Linked DNA regions of Hordeum vulgare: region 1 is linked to region 2. A link is a contact called in public Hi-C data. All regions are on one chromosome and are shown on one strand. The core of a region is the stretch at or near the end of the contact, and the rest is flanking DNA. Distances in the headings are between cores, read along the strand shown. Region 1 holds the start of LOC123448626 (40S ribosomal protein S21). Region 2 holds the start of LOC123448625 (ATP-dependent Clp protease proteolytic subunit-related protein 3, chloroplastic).

What was found. Hi-C and Micro-C count contacts between places; a contact is called where the count stands out from the background.
Region 1: a Hi-C map of seedling shows a contact between it and region 2, with 3 times the contacts expected there. The contact joins the promoter of LOC123448626 here to the promoter of LOC123448625 in region 2. A contact is called at or near these places in 2 of 6 Hi-C or Micro-C datasets (leaf and seedling) and 1 of 1 datasets of contacts at active chromatin or transcription factors (embryo).

The regions. Positions count from the first base shown.
Region 1 is chr4H:360,556,123-360,558,932 of MorexV3_pseudomolecules_assembly, forward strand. LOC123448626 (40S ribosomal protein S21) reads right to left here and starts at 1,444. Exons shown (of 4, transcript XM_045125578.1): 1 at 1,334-1,444; 2 at 630-713; 3 at 409-541. The coding sequence starts at 679. LOC123448627 (cell cycle checkpoint control protein RAD9B) reads left to right here and starts at 1,632. Exons shown (of 9, transcript XM_045125579.1): 1 at 1,632-1,820; 2 at 1,896-2,148; 3 at 2,350-2,601; 4 at 2,692-2,807. The coding sequence starts at 1,716.
Region 2 is chr4H:359,969,451-359,972,238 of MorexV3_pseudomolecules_assembly, forward strand. LOC123448625 (ATP-dependent Clp protease proteolytic subunit-related protein 3, chloroplastic) reads right to left here and starts at 1,307. Exons shown (of 10, transcript XM_045125577.1): 1 at 881-1,307. The coding sequence starts at 1,201.

The sequences.
Region 1 (2,810 bases), core at 194-2,693, 590 kb after region 2:
TAACATGACAACTCGGAACTAACAGGTAGAGAAGTCTTGAAACAATCACTTTGAGTGCAAGGATAAGACAGAGTAGAGATCAAAATACATGTTAACCAAATCAGATAAATATTATCAGGTACTCCCTCTGTAAACTAATATAAGAGTGTTTAGATAACTAAACCCTCCGTTCCTAAATATAAGTCTATGTAGACCCCTAGTGAAATATCTTAAAAGATATATATTTAGGAACGGAGGGAGTATAAAATAGTGATCTAAATGCTCTTATATTAGTTTAAGGAGGAAGTATTATATAAGCAGGTACGCAGCCCCAATAGAAAACACCTGTTCCATTTCCTTTCAACTGAATATAGTACCTTGATGAGAGTAAACTTGTGATCACACACGTATACAACAAAAGATGATTACCTGAGCACGGACGAACCCAGAGAGAGCAAAGGTGGTGAAGCGGCCATCATAGAGGCCATTCTCATCAACGTGACCAATGTTGATCTGGACAGAGGCATGGTCCTTGGCCGTGATGATCCTGTTGGTGGCGGAGCTGCAAGAACATGCATAAAATGTTTAGCAAGCGCCAACCAATGAAGAACATAAACGACATCAAAGTAAATAGTGTTCATGAGACATACCACTTCCTGGGGACGTAGAGGTCCACCATGGCTCCCTCCTCATTCTGCATGGTGGCAGCTGGAGGGGAAGTGGCACAAGAGCGACTGCAGAGTGGAGAAGAAAGAGTTGAGACACAAACTAAACACAGGAGAAAATCAGTTTTGTCCCGCCACACCCTAACTGTGTCACAACACGAATGTGGCGACATCAAAAGAAATTCTTATCCACCATAGGAATGCTACTTAATTACGAAATAATAACAGGATCTGGGACACAAGCTCGCGCTTAACCGCGAATCCAGCACTAGAGTTGCTCAATCTTGCGGTTACATGGACAAAACTATGCAAAGCACCATATACGAGGCTTAGACATAGATTGTTACTAAGTACTTGGGCCGAAATAATAGGCAAGATGGGAACGAATCGACGAACACGCAGGACGGCGGGCATACAAGATGCCTGGAGCAACAGACCGAAAGGATAAATCGTTACTAAGTACTTGGGCCGAAATAATAGGCAAGATGGGAACGAATCGACGAACACGCAGGACGGCGGGGATACAAGATGCCTGGAGCAACAGACCGAAAGGATAGATCGTTACTAAGTACTTGGGCCGAAATAATAGGCAAGATGGGAACGAATCGACGAACACGCAGGACGGCGGGCATACAAGATGCCTGGAGCAACAGACCGAAAGGTAAAGGAGGTGGCAGAGGGGGATGCACCTTTGATCTCTTCGGGGAGGCTGCGGGAGGACGAAGAGAAACTGATGCGGCGGCGGCGGCGGCGCAAGGGTGTGTGAGACCACGACTTTATAGCAGGAGAAGCGAGAGGGAGGGCTCGTAAACCCTAGCGTCTTGTCGTGGACCCACCGGCAGCGGGACAGCGCTTGCAACACAGACTCCTTGTCCTTGGGCCGTGGCGTGCTGTTATTGAGCCCCAGCCCAATGATTCAAAGCCCACGTCGCTCCCTCCTTTCCGTTTTCCCTCCCACTCCCACTAGTCTCGTGTCGTCTCCCCCAACCCCCAGCCCCAATCCCCGAACCCACCCAACTAACCGGTCATTTTTTTCTCATTCATTCATTAAAGGAAGGAAACTGACCGGCCATGGAGCTGTCGATGAGCGGCGGCGCACTGCGGACTTTCTCCCGGTGCGTCACCTGCCTCGCCCGCATCGGCTCCGACCTCGTCTTCCAGGCCTACCCCGACAAGGTCCGCCGTCTCCATTCCTCACCGGCGGGTACTTCTGACAATTCCTAATCTCATGTTTTCGCGTTCGGCTTACAGCTGGAGCTGCACACGCTCAACAGCTCGCGGTCGGCGTTCGCGTCCGTCTCCCTCACGCGCGACTTCTTCGACCACTTCCACCTCCCCGCCGACCTACACGCCGCGCCCTCCTCCACGCCGCTCCAGTGCAGCGTCCTCCTCAAGTCCGTCCTCGCTGTGCTCCGCACGCCGACCTCCGCGATCGACCGCCTCAACGCTTCGCTCCCAAACCCCCAAGCGTCCAAGCTCGAGTTCGTCATCCACTGCCTCAGCGGTAAGTACATGTTCCCAGCCCCTCCCTCCGTCCCTCCCTCTAGGGTTTTGCCATTGGCGTGCTCAGAATTGAATTCCCCCCAATTTTTGCGCATTTTCCCTGTTTTCCCGCCAATTTCGCCGTTTCGGCTCTTTCCCCAAATTTGCCGCTCTGACCTCATGATGTGCCTTCTCGCGTCTTGTCTTGTCTTGTCTTGGCAAGGGCGTAAGAAGACGCACCGGATCTCGTGCAGCGCCGAGTCCGATGTGCAGACTCTGGCGCTCGACCGCAACCGCTTCCCCAGCCGCCTCGCCATACGGCCACGGGACCTCACGCGCCTGCTCTCCAATTTCCAGTCCTCGCTGCAGGAGCTCACCGTTATTGCCACCGAGCCTGCTGCAGTGTTGCCTGGCGTCGATGATGGCACTGAGGGGAAGGCAGTCGAGCTCCTAAGCTACATTGACCCCACCAAAGGTAAAGGTTCCCTTCCTTTGGTGTGCTTAGCGTAGCGTGGTGGTGAAATTTCTATGGGTTGTCAACTGTGACGTGGTTTGGGATTTGCAGATGACTACGACAGTAGGCTGCACACACAACTGTGGATCAATCCAGCAGAGGAGTTCTTGGAGTATGAGCATGCTGGTGATCCCGTGGATGTCACATTTGGGGTCAAAGAATTGAAGGTG
Region 2 (2,788 bases), core at 57-2,556:
TCCGCATATGTAAACTTTAGCAATTTCAGAAGTAAAGCACAAAGGCATTTATATGCAAGGAAGCAGGTTCACAGATTGGAACCTCAATGTGCAACATGATATGTGTATTCGTCTGAGCTAAGTTTGTAAAATCCTGCACATACTCCAGCAGTAGATATATTTTTGCTAGTAGGTTATTATTTGAGTGAATTCCTCTTTTTACCCTGTAGTTGTACATTTTTGACACTAATTACCCTATCGAGTGGAAATTCGTCTATAATACCCCTTTTGGAAGCTTTGGACACTCGTTTTCTGATGCATGTCCATCAGGCAAGGTGTGAGGTGACGCCCGGGATCCAAAAATATATGGACGATGATGAAGAATGGAACAGATGGACAAAAGAAGTCTGGACATGATCGTCAACGATGTCCTCTGATCTTTACAATTTTTTCTACAAATTATGAACGCAACATGTCAATCCTATCTAGAATAAACAAGAAAAATGTAAATTTGAGGAATTACCGTGTTAAAAGTCACCAAAATCTGATATTTCGATAAAAGTTCCACTAAATTGGGTAATATGTGTCACAAATGTACAACTAGAACCCTTTAGGATAGCAACCTAATTAAACATGTTAGCTGGCACTGAGCAGAGCCTTGACATGTTTTACGACTTAATACATGGATCACATAATTCTGACAACCACTAACAAAATGGAGAAGAAAAACAATCCCAAGAAATGGTTTGCATGTAGTGTACCTATAGCCGCCCAAATGAGCACCAGGTTTCAATTTCAGCTTCTTTCTTCCATTTCTAAGTGTGTGGTGAGACCAGCATCGTATCATACTACCGCAGTCCATACAAGCACGAAGAAAGTGAGCGCGAAAGCACTAAATCACCTGCGCGGGCGAAGACATCAGCTTGGCGTTCTGGAAGATCTCGAGGAACGGCAGGTGGTCCTCTCCGCGGCGCTCGCCACCCGCAGCTGCTGCGAGCTGCTCTGGAGAAGCAGCGGCTAGCGTGGATAGGAACGGGTCGCCCCTCGGGTTGAACAACGGCGACGGAGCCCCCGCCGCCGACCCAGCAACACGCGCCACGAGGGTAGATGACGGCGGACTGCACCTTCCGGACCGGGCTAGGGGATTCGGGAAGAATGGGGACGACGTCGCGGTGGGCGGGGAAGGGGTAGGGAGGCGTAGGGAAAGGAAGGAGGAGGCCATGGTGCCCGGTGGTGGTGTTACTCGGCCGCGGCGTGCGAGCGAGCTCGGGGAGTGGTGTGTGTGTGGATAATTTGGTTGGAGCTGACGCCTGACGCCTGAGCTCTGGGCCTTGTCCTTTGAAAGAGAGCATGGGCTGAATGAAACCATGGGGCCTTCTGGGCTGAAGTATGTTCTTAGAAGAGAAAAGTATCATTTTTTCTCTCAACTCCTGTGTGATGGATCGATTTTTGGAAATCCCTATTTGTCCGAAATCATTAGTTGAGGAATACACCTTTCAACGATTACTCTCATTTTTAATATTACGAAAAATAGTGCACTACATGCGTGTCACTTGTCGTAACCTGGAAATTTTCCTTTTTTCGTAGATCCGTATTTCAAAATGTTTTTATCTCCTAAACCGTGCGTTCAAATCTTGAATCATTTTCACTGTTAGGTTTCTCACGTTGAAATTAGGTTTTGATGAACTTTATTTTCATACAAAAAAACAAACAAAAAAATTATGCCTCACGCGATAGAAAAAAAACAGAAAATGTGTTTTTTCCTTTTCCGAGAGGCACGGACCATGCCTCTCGCGAAGACAAAATTGTTTCTTTCGCGAAAGCAAAATCGTGCCTCTTACGAAAAAAGAAAGAGCAGAAAACACGTTTTTTCATTACCGAGAGGCGATAACAGAACCGTGCCTCTCGCGAAAAAAAAGAAGTAGAAAACACGATTTTTTTTCATTTCTGGGAGGCACAGTCATGCCTCTCGTTAAGGCAAAACTGTGCCTCTCGCAGGAAAAAAGAGAGCAGAAAACACATGTTTTCTTTTTCGAGAGACACGACCGTGTTTTTTACAAAGAAAACAGAAAACGCGTTTTTCCCTTTTCGAGAGGCACGGCCGTGCCTCTCGCGATAGCAAAACCGTACCTCTCATAAAAATATGTTTTTCCGCGCAATTTTTTTTGAATTTTTTTCTTCTTTCGAAAGCTACAAAAGACCAATGAAAATCGGGAACAAAAAAACCGAAAAAACCGCTCTAAAAAGCCGAAAACATGTGCTAAAAATAAAATAAAATAAAATCTAAGGAGAACGCTCAGAACACGATATGTGGTGGTGCGTCGAAGTGATCGCTCAAAAGCTGTCGAATTAGTGCTTGCTAACTAGTTGACTTTGTTTAGATCCATGAATTTATTTAATTTTTGCGAGGGATCTCAGGAAAATGTATTATTTTAAAATGCCCGTATATTTTAAACCGTGCAACGGATCACAATAAGTTATATATGTAAAACGTGTATAATTTCATGTAGATTAATATTTTTCAACTTACATGCATATTTAAGGCGTGTTCGGAAACCTTCCACTCCGCTACTCCGCTCCAGGAGCGGGTGGAGCTGCCGTTCAAAACCGTGGAGCTGGCCAATAGGCACTCCTTAGATTCTTGAATTACAGGGAGCCGGTGGATTGCCGAACAGCCCCTTAGCTGTTGGACCTGTTGTTTGCATAGTTTTGTGTGCTGTTATGTTAGGTGATTTATCCCATAGCTATTTATGTGTGCATCTGGATTGCTCAATCCTAGTATGTAAAATGTTTATGTTGTTTGCAATGT